4 separate regions of the Mus musculus genome follow, and regions 1, 2 and 4 are each linked to region 3. Evidence: chromatin contacts called from public HiChIP or PLAC-seq and promoter capture Hi-C data. All regions are on one chromosome and are shown on one strand. Each heading gives the region's core, a stretch centred on a gene start, on an enhancer-like site or on the middle of the called end of the contact. The rest is flanking DNA. Distances are from core to core; before and after follow the strand shown. Region 1 overlaps Gm51898 (a long non-coding RNA gene). Region 2 holds the start of Cnot8 (CCR4-NOT transcription complex, subunit 8). Region 3 holds the start of Btnl10 (butyrophilin-like 10). Region 4 holds the start of Larp1 (La ribonucleoprotein domain family, member 1).

Region 1 (3,361 bases), core at 386-2,885, 690 kb before region 3:
ATTGGATTTTAAAAAAGATTTTATAAAACATATATATGATATAAACATTATATATATATATAGATATAGATATAGATATAGATATAGATACACACACACACAGGGTGGGGGTAGAAGAAAGGGAGGAGGAGAGGGAGAGATTTTTTTAATATTTCACTTGTAACATCAAAAGTGTCAGAACCTGTTTCCACAGCCATGAGGTCCCCCCTGAACAGTGGCCTTCCCTTCTTGCATTGAATCCTAGGGAAAAACTGACACAAAGAAACAGAAGGCAGGAGGCTCAGCTAGTCCAATGTGTACATCTTTGGGTCCACCCTCAGGCGGTACCTCCCTGGAAAAGACTGCTATAATTTAGTATGAACAGGCAGCTCCTTTCAGTATACTGCTCCAAACAGTCTATAGAGAGGACAGTGTGAAAGAATCTGATTGTCTCGGAGCCAGAAGGCTGCTGAGTGACAGACTGGCTTTCACTCGAGAGCTTGGGAAGAAGGTTCTACTACTATCCAGTAACTGATGACGGAGTAGGTATTTCTGCAAAATTGACTGGGAACGCTCAGGCTCAAGAGGTAAACAGCACTCACAAAGCCCCTCTCCATGTCTCAGATACAGCTTTCATGACCTCTGACCCATGCAGGGGTGGGTTTTTCAGTTCTTAGATACCTTGCTTCTGTAAGTAACCCTTTGCCTATGTTCCTGCAACCCCAGTAAATCCACTGGTTCAGTACACAAGACTTGGGTGGGATTGCTACTCTGGGCACCACTATCTGGGATGAACAGACATTTGTCCAGGTCTCCCTAGGAACAGTCACACAACACTGGTTCTCACTCATGGCCATGCAATGAGCATTCACCATGGTAGGGAAGCATAAACGAGCAGTTTGAAGCATAACTGGCTGTAAGAATATAATATTGGAACCCTGCTGCTGCTCAGGCCACAGCACCTGCCGCTGCTCCTTCTCACAGACACTGACAGGCGTCCTGCCAACAGACTCCCAGATGCCAGAGTGTCTGTCTCACATGCTGAAGTGAGGTGGCCTCAAAGCTCACATTTCACCTCCCACCCACTTCCTTGACTTCTGGAAATCAGACATCCTGGCTCCATTCTTGTGCAGTGAAACCTACCAGATCCTCGGAAAGGAATAAGAGACCCCACCCCACCCCCTGCTTCTGCCACCCACATAGGCCCTGATTTCTTCCCAACAGTGTTCCAGCCTTGCTGTTGTCTGTCTGTCCATGGGGTTAATAACTCTTCTTCTTTTTTTTTTCTTCCCCCCTTTGGGGTTTTTCAAGACAGGGTTTCTCTGTATAGCCCTGGCTATCCTGGAACTCACTTTGTAGACCAGGCTGGCCTCGAACTCAGAAATCCACCTGCCTCTGCCTCCCAAGTGCTGGGATTAAAGGCATGCGCCACCACAAACTTTTTACCCTTAACAGTCCATCTCCGTCAATTACTTTCTTGAGTTCCCACCTGAAAACTTTCACTAATAAGGCATAGCATGTTCTCACTGACAGACCCGGGGTGAGCTTTCAAATATCGTGAGCCAGTTCTTCTTTGCAACCACCTTTGTGGGAACTAAAAGGGGACAGGGGAAGAAGGGGGAGGGAGGCTAGCCCACATCCGGCCAGAGTTCCTCCTATGCTCTGGGCAGGCGGACTCGGGTTAATCCTTAACTCAGCAATTCACAAGCTGTGGCTTCTGTATGTTGCACACACGATTTTTCTAAGAGTCCTAGTGTTTTTACTAAGGGTTTGTTTGTTTGTTTGTTTTGGCTTAGTTTTACTAGTATAAGATTTTATGCATTCTCTATCTTCTTTCCGGAGTCTAATTTTTACATATCCAAAGGAGACCAGGACCAACTCTCAAATGTTGTACAAAACTCATTTCATAATTTAAGTAGCTTTTTCCTTTCTTGAGGTCCCATTACTGACTCTGCTTCATTTTCTAAATTTATTTCTAGACATAATTTCTTCCTTCCTTTCTTTCTTCCTTTCTTTCTTTCTTCCTTCCTTCCTTCCTTCCTTTCTTTCTTTCTTTCTTTCTTTCTTTCTTTCTTTCTTTCTTTCTTTCTTTCTTTCTTTCTTAAAGATTTATTTATTATTATATGTAAGTACACTGTAGCTGTCTTCAGACACACCAGAGAAGGGCGTCAGATCTCATTATGGGTGGTTGTGAGCCACCATGTGGTAGCTGGGATGTGAACTCAGGACCTTCGAAAGAGCAGCCAGTGCTCTTAGCTGCTGAGCCATCTCTCCAGCCCTAGACATAATTTCTTCAAACTTTCTTTGCAAGTCAAACATTAATATGAAACTACCATTGTGCAGTTATTACATTGTTCCAAAAATGAGAATGCACAGCCTGCACCTGGGCCACTAGGACTGTGCTGTGCCTCCCCCCCACCCCATGCCTCATAAGAACCATTATATCAAGGAACATCTAGTTTCACAGAATTCACCAGAGCAGGAGAAAAAAATAGGAAAGTCAGATATAATAGAATAATTATGCACACCAAGGCCAATTGAAAAGTAGTCACACACAAATAAAATCTATACAACCATTGTCCAGTGCTAAGGTCAGGAGAAATGGGAACCAACTTTTTACAAATGAGCTGCCTGCGGGCTTCTGAGAGGTCACCATCCAGGCCTGCTGCGGGTAGCTCCTTATTTCTGATGGCAGGTCACCTGTAAGGATGTGTCTCCTATTTCTCAGGGTCCCAGGCACCATACATGTCATGGTATGCAGTCCCCAGCATTTAGGGATTCAGGGTGCTGGGATTCCAATGCTGAATTGGTGTGTGGATTGGCAGTATGGGCAGACAGCTACAAAAAAACATCCCCAGCCTGTGTCTGAAAACAGCCTACAGAAAACCTAGGACAGAGATGGGGAGGAAGCAGGGAGGCATGTACTTGCTCCCCCTAGTGGTAGGATCGGCAACCTGCAGAAGGAACGCTCCGTGACCTTTCTGGGCTCTGCTCATTTTCATCTGGGAAAGCTGATATAAACAATTCCATTTACAGCTGGGTATCTTTCCACACTTGTCTCTCAACAGCACACCTCCCCCAAGTATGGCTGATTAATCATCCCTTTCTCTGACCCCTGGTGGCAGGTGACCTGCGGAGCGTGGAGGAGGAGTGGTTGAATGGAGTCTGTTTAAACAAAACAAAACAAAAACCATTTTGGCCACATTTGAACAACAAAAGGCAAAGTTTAGTAAGAGTGACTCCTAAATACAAAGGTCCATGCCACAGACCTGGCTACCTTTCGAAGAGATTGTAATAATTATTGTTTCTTTATCAATCAAAAGCATGCATGTGTAAATTATCATGTCTTATAAGTATGCTTTGCGAGTGGCTCATTTTTAGG
Region 2 (3,261 bases), core at 190-2,689, 810 kb before region 3:
CCAGTTGAAGAAATGTGTTCAAACTTTAGTTTCTCTTGTTTGCAGTTTGAAAGCCATTGTTTAAAGTGTAGACACTCCCCTCCAGTCCCTCCAGAAATACAATTAGTGTCTGTGAGAAGCTCTAGGTGAAGGGTGTGTGTGGGGGGGAAGCCAGGTGTTTCCTGTTCAACTCTTTCAGAGCACACCAGGCCTATTGGTGGCAAGAACCCCCCCTCCCCCCAAATTCCATGCTTCTCACATGACTAGCACATGCTAGGTCCACCCTCTCCTGAAGGACTCAACGGCTGCTCCTCACATGACTAGCACATGCTAGGTCCACCCTCTCCTGAATCGAATCACAGAACAGAGCAAGGACATGCACTGAACAGACTGAGGGAAGGCAGTGTCTACCTAGCCTAGACAACCCGAACACCTCAAAAGAGGCCAGCCCTGCAGCTAGTCCCATCAACATTGTTGCAGGGAATCCACCGCAGCTACAGTTACTGACTGCCCAGGCCTGGTTCTTTGTGGTGACGGTTGTGGCTTGGTCTAGGGTTTCATCCTCATCACAGTCTTGTGTCTCTATTTACAGATCCTGGAGAGAAACAACAAAGGCTGGGCTTCAGAAACTGTCCCTGACATCGTTACCCCAGAAGCTGGCTGTGCGATTTCACAGTTTGAAAGGCTAGCTCTCATTTAGTCAGTAAGTCCTATTTTGGGGATTTCTTCTGGAATAAAAGTTTAAAATGAAAAGGGCAAAGTGACTGGGAGACGGGATGTCAGAAGGGGGACACCTGCTGTATGCTTACCTACGGCCCCTAGGAGAGGAAGCACCAGGGGAGGGGAGGCGCTCTTCGGAGGTCTTAGTCTTCTTGCCCCGTGGGAAAGCACGAGGTGGCGATACATCCCAGCATGGCCTCGCTACCAGCGAACCCCCTACTCTCCCTGACTGGCCCCTCTCTCTCTGCACTGACCCACAGTGATACCAGGGACACAGCGGACAGCACAGGCCCCGGAGCAGCGCTGCTTAGGCCGTCCAGGTTCTGGGAGGCAGTGCTCAGCTGACCTCATTCATGACTCGGTTTGGTGGCGCTCTCCCACCCCTACCTAATGGTCATCCAGAAGGGGTTCTGTGAATAGATGGTCAGTGAATGAGGGGTTCAGGTTGCAGTAATCGAGGGTCAGGACACCCCATGTGCCCTGCATCATCACCTACAACCAACAGTCGTAATATGCTCTGATGTTAGGAAGTGGGGCCAGTTCTAGATCCCGTCCTTTCCCGAGGCGCGACTCATGATACTCCAGAACCTAGGCGGGGACCAAGTTTACACTGCTAGACGCCGTTTGAGGCCTCAGGGCAAACCTCGTTTTACGCACGCGCCCTCCGCCAAACCCAACTTTCTCGCTCTGCGCCTGCGCAGGGAGGCGGGGCGTAGGTATCTGAGCGCGCACGGGGGGACGGAGCCGAGACCGGCGGGACCGCGCACGCCTGGAGTGACGCGGAGAGTAGGCGAGTCGGGAGGGCGGACGGGTAGAGTGGTGCAACCTCTTGGTTTGGTGCCCATCGTCGGCCGCTCTGGGCGCCAGGACTCACGTCTCCCTGTCGAGCTGGGTTTCTGGAGCGGATCCGGGGCAAGAGGGAGGAGAGCTCGGGGTCAAGGGCCGCTGCCGCCCGCACTCGGCGGGGCCGCCAGCCAGGGTAAGCAGGTTAGGTTGCTTACGGTAGGAGCAGGAGGCGGAAGTGCCTCCGTGGCGACCCATCCTACACACGGGAACACTGAGGCACAGAGGCTACGGGGCTCTCGGTCCCCGGAGTCCAGCCTGGAGGCCTAAGGAATGGTGGGGGAGGCAAGAGGCCGCTCTGCTTGGCTCTTGGGGTGCTGCAGCTTTGCGTGGCAGGGCCGCCGTCGCGGAGCCAGCAAGCTGGATGGGGTGCCGTCTAAGTCCAGGGCTGTGGCCTGGAACGCTCCAGAGGGGACCTGTTGCCATTTCTTCTAACGGGCCGCTGCTTCCTCCTGCGCCCGTCTTGCACTGCTAAAGCCTTTTGTTTAGTCTTCTGGAACAGGGAAGTGAAGCTGATTGTCTCCCAGACGCTCTGGCGCAAACAAAAGCCGACGACGAGCAGGAGACACTCAGTGGAACTGAGTTCTGCACGGCTAGCAGGGAGAGCGTGGTTTCGTGCGTTCGCACTCCTCGCTCTTCAGAGCCCACCTGGGTGCACAGACACCCTGCTCCCAAGTTTGGATAATCAGGAGCGGTCACAACAGATTGCTTGGCAGCCTAGGGTGTGTGTGTGTGTGTGTCAGTGTTTTTGTGTCTGTGTGTGTGAGAACACAGGGCAGTGTGTGTGTGTGTGTGTGTGTGTGTGTGAGAACCCCTTTCTTTCCCTTTGTAGTTTCAAATGTAGCTTGGTTTGGGGATCGAGTTTTAAAGCCAGCCTGTGAGGCAAACATTGCATGGGATCAAAATTTTCCTTTAAGGGAGAGATCGCACAGCTGTTGATACACTCAACCCTCTCCCCCTCACACTCATAAAAATAAATCTTTAAGGGAGAACGCAGCCTCAACCTCCGAACCTTCCTGAAGAATTTTGAAGGATAATTTTTTTAGGGTTTAATGTTTATTAATGTATGAATTTATAATTAATATCACGAGTGTGTTGGTGGAAAAAATAGGCCGAAAAGGCGTCAACATTCTCAGGGGCTGGAGTTACAGGCATTTGTGAGCCAATTCACATGGGTGCTGGAAACCAAACTCTGGTCTTCTGGAAGAGCAGCAAGTGCTCTCAACTGCTAAGCCATCACTCCAGCCCCATTCTTCTTTAAGCTATTATTATTGTTATTGTTATTATTTATTGTGTGTACACAAGTGCCAAGTTGTCCATGTGGAAGTCATATTTGGGGTTTATGTTCTTTTCTTCTATCAAGTGAGTCTGGGGCTCAAAACTTAAGTTGTTCTCAGCTTGGCAGCAAGTACTGGTTGCATACCTCCAAGCTGCCTCCCTGGTCAGTTTAGTTTGCTTTCTTTCCTTCTAAAAACAGGGTCTCAGCTGGCGATGGTGCTGCACGCCTCTAATCCCAGCACTTGGAGGTTGAAGCAGTTAGATCTCTGAGTCCAAGGCCAGTTTGGTGTGCACAGCCTGGGCTACATAGAAAAACCTGTCTCAAGGGCGCACACCTTTAATCCCAGCACTCAGGAGGCAGAGGCAGGCGGGTTTCTGAGTTCGAGGCCAGCCTGGTCTACAGAGTGAGTTCCAGGACAGCCAGGGCTACACAGAGAAACC
Region 3 (3,617 bases), core at 241-2,740:
TGCACAGAGAGACCCTGTCTCAAAAAGAAAAACAAAACAAACAAACAAACAAAAAAATGAAAACCCTAGGGTGGCAGTGCATTCGGAGTGCATCCATCATTTTTACATACTGGTATAATTTCCTTTGAGTGCATTCCCTGTGGTGGGACGCTTCATGGGGTAGTGTTTTTTCTAATTTTTTGAGGAATCTCAGTGATAAGTTATTTCTCTGCCACTGAAATGAGCCAATTTAAACCAGATTAGATTCTATTAAAGGCAGGTTTATTGGGAAGCTGCTCTCAGGTGGGCAAGTTCACTGGCCCCAAGGATTGAGGCTAGGGAAGTCGCCATGGAAAAGGGATGGAGGGGAGAGAGAGAGAAGAGGAGAAGAAGAGACCAAAATGTCTGGATTATATAGGGAGGAGCCTCTGGGGCAAGGACAGCCCAGCCTCTGGGCAGGAAAGTTTAAGGTGGGGGCAGGGTATGCCAGGTAGGGACTAAGGGATGCAGGGAGAACCTGGAGGGCAGGGCTGCTTTGATGTGTAAAGTATGCACCTCAGTCCCTTGTCCCCGTCTGAAACCAAACACTCAGGCTGCTGAGGGCTTTCTCTAGATAGTGTAAGTCCTCCGTTCTGACTCACAGGATCGGGGAGATGAGTTGCAGGGGGCACTGCTGCCTAGCTAACATAACTCATGGTTTCATGTGGCGCCCCCTGGTGTTTGTTTACCAGAAGGTGCACCCCAAGGAGACAAGCAGAAAAGACCTTGGGCCTGGACTTTCTTATTACTGCCTGGCCTAGAGCACCTAAGAGTCCTACACCACCGGGTGTGATGGCTCACACCTTTAATCCCAGTACTCCGGAGGCAGAGGCAGGTGGATCTCTGAGGTCGAGGCCAGCCTGGTCTACAAAGTGAGCTCCAGGACAGCCAGGGCTATACAGAGAAACCCTGTCTCAAAAAAAAAAAAAGAGTCCTACACCATCTGCTGAGTTAAAGTGAGCACTCCGCCCTGCACAGAGCCGAGTGGCCCTCCCTTACCCAAAGTCTCTAGAGACACCAACCCTTTTAAGTCAATAAGAAGGACAACCAGGTCAAATAGAGCCTGGCCCAGTGCCTCACTCAACTGACAGGTGTAAGACTGGCTCCGGTGAAGCTTCCAGGACCTTACGGTGATGGGGCAGAGGGAAGAGATGAGGAAGGGTTTGCCCTGGATTTCTGGACAGGAGTCTCCACAGCCAAAGCCAAAATCCTGTCACTTTCGATACCATGTCACAATGTTCCCAAAGGCAGCGGCACCAACGTGGCTGCTCTCAAAGGTCTCAATAACCAGAGTTTATCTGAACTCCCCAACTCCTACGGCTGGCTAGGATCCCAGCACGAATAATAGATGTCCTCTTCTTTGGGCTCCTGATGTCCCCAAGTTGGCCCAGCTGCCACCCTCCTACAGGCCACCTCCCCTCATCTCCGTGCCTTCCCTTATCCCTCATCCCAGCGTCTTTATCTTATATGCTCAGTACAGCTGGCCATATGCCCCTTAGGGAGGGTTTTTTTTTTTCCTGTCGAAACTGCCCTTACCGAAGGTAAGAGTTAATTATTTTCTGATGGCAGTAACCAGACTCAACAGAAGCTGGTGAGCTTGTCTGTTCTTCAGTTTCTAGGTTCCCCTCTCATATCGCTGGGAGGCGAGGCTTGATCACTTGGCTTGTGCCCTGCCAATCTGAAATTCTCAGGGAACCCAACCAACTCTGACGCTCTCAAAGTCAGCAGAACCTGGAAAGCAGGCAGCCGGCTCAGAGGTAAGTGAGTGTTTTCCTCTTTAATGGCGCGCCTCCATATTTTGGGTTGGATGTCTCCACATGCTCAATGGGCAGGGAGAACCTGTGGCTGCCCTAGTAAGCCAAGATGGAGCCACACAAGAGCCCTTGCCTACAGGACACACTAGATATGAAGGGCAGCCTAAGGCTGTTCCAGGACGGGCTTCTTGGGACTGGCCCCCCAGTTACCAAAACACACTCTCCAAACAGATTGTGCTAACTACCCTAAATTCCTGAGTTTGGGGGGGGGAGGGGTCCTCATCCTGCTGAGGAGAGAGCTGTGTCCTCTAACCCTAGCTGGAGGGTTCTGCTAACTGTCTCAGGGCAGTTAGACAGTGGAGGGTGTCACAGGGTTCTGATGACCCGAGAGTTGCCTACTGGAGCTAGTTTTTCTCCATGTGCCTGCAAAGGGCAGGAGCTTGTGTATAAAGTCACACAGGAGTGGGTGGTGGAGGGAGCCTCACTCACACAGAGGGGCAGCCGCGGGATTCTGCAGGTGGGGTCTGTGCGGAACGACCCTGTTTCTAGGACTAAGAACTCATGTGGTAGGTGAACAAGCAGCTACCTCTCTTAAGCTGTTTCTCCATTCTCCTACTAGATCCCTAGCTTCTCTCTCACCATAACTAATGTGTATCTAATTCTATGTGTCCCCAATAGATATGGCAAGGGCACACCCTGGAGATGCTACTCTGCCAAGCATCTTGGTCAGCTTCATCTTCCTGCAACTCCTGACTTCTGGGAACGGTAGGACGCCCCTCCCTTTCTGACCCTAGGAGCGCCCAGCGTCAGGTTGGGGCTTCCAACAAAGCTGGGGTTTAAGGGAACTCTCAAAGAGGAAAATGGGGGCACAAGGGGAGCCCCTGCCTCCTGCCTGTGACCTAACCTAGTCCTTTCCTTTGCATCTCTAAGGAAAATCAGATTTCCTCGTCCTTGGACCTCCCCACCCACTTCTGGCCATAGTTGGTCAAGACAAAGAGTTGCCCTGCAAACTGTCACTCAACATCAGCGCTGAGGGCATGGAGCTGAGGTGGTACAGGGACAAGCCCTCGTCAGTCGTGCATGTGTACAAGAATGGGGAGGATGTGTATGACGAGCAGATGGTGGAATATAAGGGAAGGACCTCATTCAACGGCAGCCATGTAGCCAGGGGAGAAGCTGCTGTGAAGATCCACAACGTCACCGTGTTTGACAACGGGACTTATCACTGTGTGTTTAAGGAGTACACATCCCACAGCCAGGCCACCCTGTGGCTGAAGGTGGCAGGTGAGGTTTCGTGTGTGTGTGTGTGTGTGTGTGTGTGTGTGTGTGTGTGTGTGTGTGTGTTGGGGGGAGTGTCTTCTACTCCTCAGCTTCTCTCAGTGTCAGCCAGGATTCCAGACCTCGGTCCCCAGAGCCCTGAGTCCTAAGGCTGCAGAGGCTTTGGTGACACCTGCTTCTAGGCAAAGCTGTTTTCCCTGCAAGCTCTGTGTATGGTGTAGTTCCGTCTGCCTTTATGTCACACCCTTGTACCAGAAAGAGAGCACAGATGTGGGGGAGGGGGTCAAGGCATGGGAACAGCTGGGGGAAGTGGAAGGAGAGAGGGAGAAACAGGAAGACAGTGAACAGGAGACAGAAATAAAGTGAAGAAGAGAACAGAGGGAAGTCAGGAGCCCAGAGAGATAACAAAGAGAAATGGGGAGAATGACAAAGAGGCTGAAACTGCTGAGGTTTGGGAAAGTGAGAGACAGGAGGGAGACAGGAGAGAGACTGGGTTGTTTGGGGCTATGGAGAAGTTTTCCTAGGTGACAGACCCTAGCTCCTTCCTCATTCTCATACTTAGTAGAA
Region 4 (3,321 bases), core at 424-2,923, 910 kb before region 3:
CACCAGATTGCTATGAACACTTTCCCCAGTATTCCCGGTGTCCACAATACCAGTGTCTGGTCTCTAAGAGTCTTTTCAGGAAGCCATGCCCCCCACCCAGGAGACCACCTGTTTTCTAATCCTTCTTTTGGAGAGTTCGCCAACCTTCCAGGCTGTTCGGTTCTCAGATTTCTAGATCCAGTCAGTTCCTGACACGTCTCTTATTTCCAGTATTTTGGGATCTGAGTTCAAGGAAACCTTCTCTCAGCAATTAAAGAAGCCAATCTCAGTTAAATTCATGATGTTGTAACCCTCTAATCCCAGCACTAGGGAGGCAGAGACAGGTGGGTCTCTGTGTGTCCGAAGTAAGCCTGGTTGCCTGGTCTACAGAAAGAGAGAGTTCTAGGATAATCAGAGCCCAGAACTAGACAGAAACCAAACCAAACCAAACCAACCAACCAACCAACCAATCAACCAACCAACCAACCAAAAACTCTGCTTGAAAAACAAAAAAATACCCAAACAAACCAAACGGAAAAAACAACCCAAAACAAACAAAAAGCCAATCTTGTCTACTTCATTACAGCACAGTGACTACTGCGCTGTAATGAAGTATTTGTTTCTCCTGTTTACTGTGCCTTCCCCCACCTTACAGTGTAAATTCCGGGAGGACAGGTGCTTGTTAGCCTGGTTTATTGGCAGACCTTTCTAAGAACTTTGCAGGCCCCCAGAGCATAAAGTCAGTAAACATTTATTGAACCAAATGACAGAGAAATTTGAAACCACCTGGCATAAATGGTTCCTTCATTTTACAATAGAGAAATCGAGACCCAGGAAGTGGACCTGACTACTGCTGATAACCCCTAACTAACTGCAATGGGGTCAGGGTTAAGATACAAATCTCAGAGCTTTCTGAGTCCCTCAATTAAGTGTCAGTTCAACTCTACCCTAAACAATTCTATAGAAAAAACACAAGCGACTTGAAAGAAAAGCCATTTCCTGCCTATAAAACACTGGGTTTCGAGGGCCTGCATAGCGTGGGTACTACTGGGAATTCTGTTCTCTTTCCGAGGCGCTCGCTGCCCCTGTGGGGAAAGAACTCCCTTGGACCCATTACCAGTGCTCTGGCCAGGCTGCAGCTGGGCCAAGGTCATCGGAGTGGGGCCAGAAGCCACGCACAGGGGGCGGCCAAAGAACCCCTCTGCATCACTAGCCAAGTCTGGGCTGACATAGTAAAAGACCCCAACGCGGAGCCCCGAGAAACACTTGTCACCAGCGTTAGCAGGCCGGGCCGGCCGCGTGGCCAGGTCCCATGTGCTCCACCTGCGACCGTTCTGGGGCGCTGGCCCTTTAAGGCTCCTCCCCCACCCCCGCCCTCCGAAGTTGCATCAGGCACGTGCTCGCCCCCGTCCACTTGCCGCGCCACAGGAATGGTCTCCAGGGGGCGGGGCCGGGGCGGGACCTTCCGCCCTGCGCGCGCGCGCCCGTCGCCGCGCCGTCCCCGCCCCTCGCGCGCCGCGTCGCGAGGCGCGCGCCCGCCCGCCGCCCGCCGCGGATCGCGTGGTCTGGCTCGGCTCTCCGCGCCGCTCCCCCCCTGGCCGTCCGCACCACTGCAGCCCCCCGAGCCGCCCCGGGCCGGGGGCGGGGGGACGCAGGCGGCGGACCGAGGTCCGCCAGGCCGGCTAGGCGCGCCGGAGCCTTCTGCCCGGCGCGCCACTCAGCGTCAGCCCGTCCGCGCCGCTCCGCGTCCGCGCGGCCCGGGCTCCGGCGCCCCGCCAGCGGCCTCGAGCGGGGCCCGCGGCGCGCCCGGCCCCTCCGCGCAGATGGCCACTCAAGTGGAGCCGCTGCTGCCGGCGGGCGCCCCGCTGCTGCAGGCCGAGGAGCACGGCCTGGCGAGGAAGAAGCCGGCGCCCGACGCCCAGGCCGAGTCGGGCCCGGGTGACGGCGGCGGAGAGCCCGACGGCGGCGTCCGCAGGCCGCGGCCCGCCTGCGCCAGGCCTGGCCGCGACGGCGCGGAGCGCGAGAGCCCGCGGCCACCCGCAGCTGCGGAAGCCCCAGCGGGGAGCGACGGCGAGGACGGCGGCCGGCGTGACTTCGTGGAGGCACCGCCGCCCAAGGTGAACCCGTGGACGAAGCACGCGCCGCCGCCGGCCGCGGTGAACGGACAGCCGCCTCCAGGTGGGTCTGCGCGGCGCGGCACTGGCCCGCGCAGTGACGCGGGCGTTTCCCTCGGAGCGGGGCTACCGGGGCCGCAGCGGTTGGTGGCAACGGCATGCCTCGGGCCTAGCTTGGCGGACTGGGCCGGGCGGGGCCGCTCGTGTGCCCTGTGCTCCCTATGCGTCTCGGCGCCTCGAGAGTGCGTGTTCAGAGAACATGTGTCATGGCTCCGAGCTGGGCCTGGCTTTGAACTTTGCAACTTTGCGCTTCGGGGAGCCGGGTGAAGCGTGGGGAGCGCGGGCCCCTGCGTGCCCGGGAGCCGGTTGCGGCCCGCGGCGACGCGAGGGGCGTGTGTGGCGGCGAGGGAGTGGCCGCGCCGGTGCGGGGCGGGCGGGTGACAGTTGGGCGCCATGCGCCGTGCCAGGACTGTTCGCAGCGCTCGCCGGCCGGAGCTGCGCGCGGGGCTCCCCTCCCCCGCTGAGTCCGGGTGGGAGGTGGCTCGGGAATCCTAGCCGGGCGCGATCGGCGTGGGCATCTAGTGGCGCACCACTCGGGCACAGCCTCCGCTTGGGTACTCCTGGGTGTTTGATAGTGAGCATGGCCCTTGAGTTTGATCGTCGGAGTCCTGGTACTTTTAACTTTAAAAAATGAAAAAAAAAAAAAAAACCAAAACCAAAAACTTGCTATGGAGCTTAGGTGTGGTTGCCTAACCTAAGCTGGGCACCGAGGAAGTCGGAGCTAGCCGCTTTCAGGTTCCAGAGTGCTGGAAAGTGTAGGCCTAGCCCTGGGGGAAACCAGCACGTTGGTTGCCCTTTCGATTTCTCTTAGGGTTGCTTCATAAGGAAGAGGGCACATGGGGTTGGGGGTGTTGTAGTACCAGAGTTTCCCTCTTCTTCTCCTTCCCTTCCCGAATCCTCTTATGCAAGGGGCAGTACTGAAACCTCCATTTTCTTTCATATCCTCGTTTTCCACCCACAGAGTGGAGGAATCAACTTTAAGACGCTCTTTGGTCCTGCCCCTCTTTAAATTCAGAGGTATAATCATCCTCTCGAGCCGCGCTCCTCAGAAGTTTAAATGAGGCTGTTCGCTCAGTTCGCCGCACTTAGCTACTGGTGAACCTGCCTTGTGGGTTTTAAATCAGCTGTGACAATCAGGCAGGATTGGGTGCCTGAGCTGGCATTTTGT

What was found. Promoter capture Hi-C pulls out the DNA fragments that hold promoters and counts their contacts. HiChIP or PLAC-seq counts read pairs in DNA pulled down with a chosen protein or histone mark.
Region 1: a contact with region 3 is called in a promoter capture Hi-C map of liver, with 3 times the contacts expected there. The contact joins the enhancer-like site here to the promoter of Btnl10 in region 3. A contact is called at or near these places in 5 of 39 promoter capture datasets (cranial neural crest, embryonic stem cells, hippocampal neurons and 1 more), 1 of 15 datasets of contacts at CTCF or cohesin (pro-B cells), 7 of 484 Hi-C or Micro-C datasets (B cells, CD4 T cells, the G1E-ER4 cell line and 3 more) and 3 of 115 datasets of contacts at active chromatin or transcription factors (astrocytes, bone marrow-derived macrophages and embryonic midbrain).
Region 2: an H3K4me3 HiChIP or PLAC-seq map of embryonic forebrain shows a contact between it and region 3, with 4 times the contacts expected there. The contact joins the promoter of Cnot8 here to the promoter of Btnl10 in region 3. A contact is called at or near these places in 2 of 39 promoter capture datasets (hippocampal neurons and pre-B cells) and 5 of 115 datasets of contacts at active chromatin or transcription factors (astrocytes, bone marrow-derived macrophages, embryonic forebrain and 2 more).
Region 4: an H3K27ac HiChIP or PLAC-seq map of large pre-B cells shows a contact between it and region 3, with 7 times the contacts expected there. The contact joins the promoter of Larp1 here to the promoter of Btnl10 in region 3. A contact is called at or near these places in 1 of 484 Hi-C or Micro-C datasets (embryonic stem cells) and 4 of 115 datasets of contacts at active chromatin or transcription factors (astrocytes, large pre-B cells, memory CD8 T cells and 1 more).

What each region holds. Positions count from the first base shown.
Region 1 is chr11:58,222,901-58,226,261 of GRCm38.p6, forward strand. It overlaps Gm51898 (a long non-coding RNA gene), which reads right to left. Exons shown (of 4, transcript XR_003949689.1): 4 at 2,497-3,144. Among named protein-coding and RNA genes, the nearest start is that of Irgm2, 9.6 kb to the left of the region's middle. Within about 2 kb of position 1,636, at least 106 of the 459 cell types and tissues checked have an H3K27ac peak or open chromatin away from gene starts, as enhancers often do. A contact at or near this core is called in B cells, the G1E-ER4 cell line, bone marrow-derived macrophages and 3 more, where this site is marked.
Region 2 is chr11:58,102,531-58,105,791 of GRCm38.p6, forward strand. Cnot8 (CCR4-NOT transcription complex, subunit 8) reads left to right here and starts at 1,440. Exons shown (of 7, transcript NM_026949.5): 1 at 1,440-1,678.
Region 3 is chr11:58,916,418-58,920,034 of GRCm38.p6, forward strand. It overlaps Btnl10 (butyrophilin-like 10), which reads left to right and starts at 1,491. Exons shown (of 6, transcript NM_001363414.1): 1 at 1,491-1,775; 2 at 2,451-2,537; 3 at 2,703-3,056. The coding sequence starts at 2,453.
Region 4 is chr11:58,007,391-58,010,711 of GRCm38.p6, forward strand. It overlaps Larp1 (La ribonucleoprotein domain family, member 1), which reads left to right and starts at 1,674. Exons shown (of 19, transcript NM_028451.1): 1 at 1,674-2,157. The coding sequence starts at 1,803.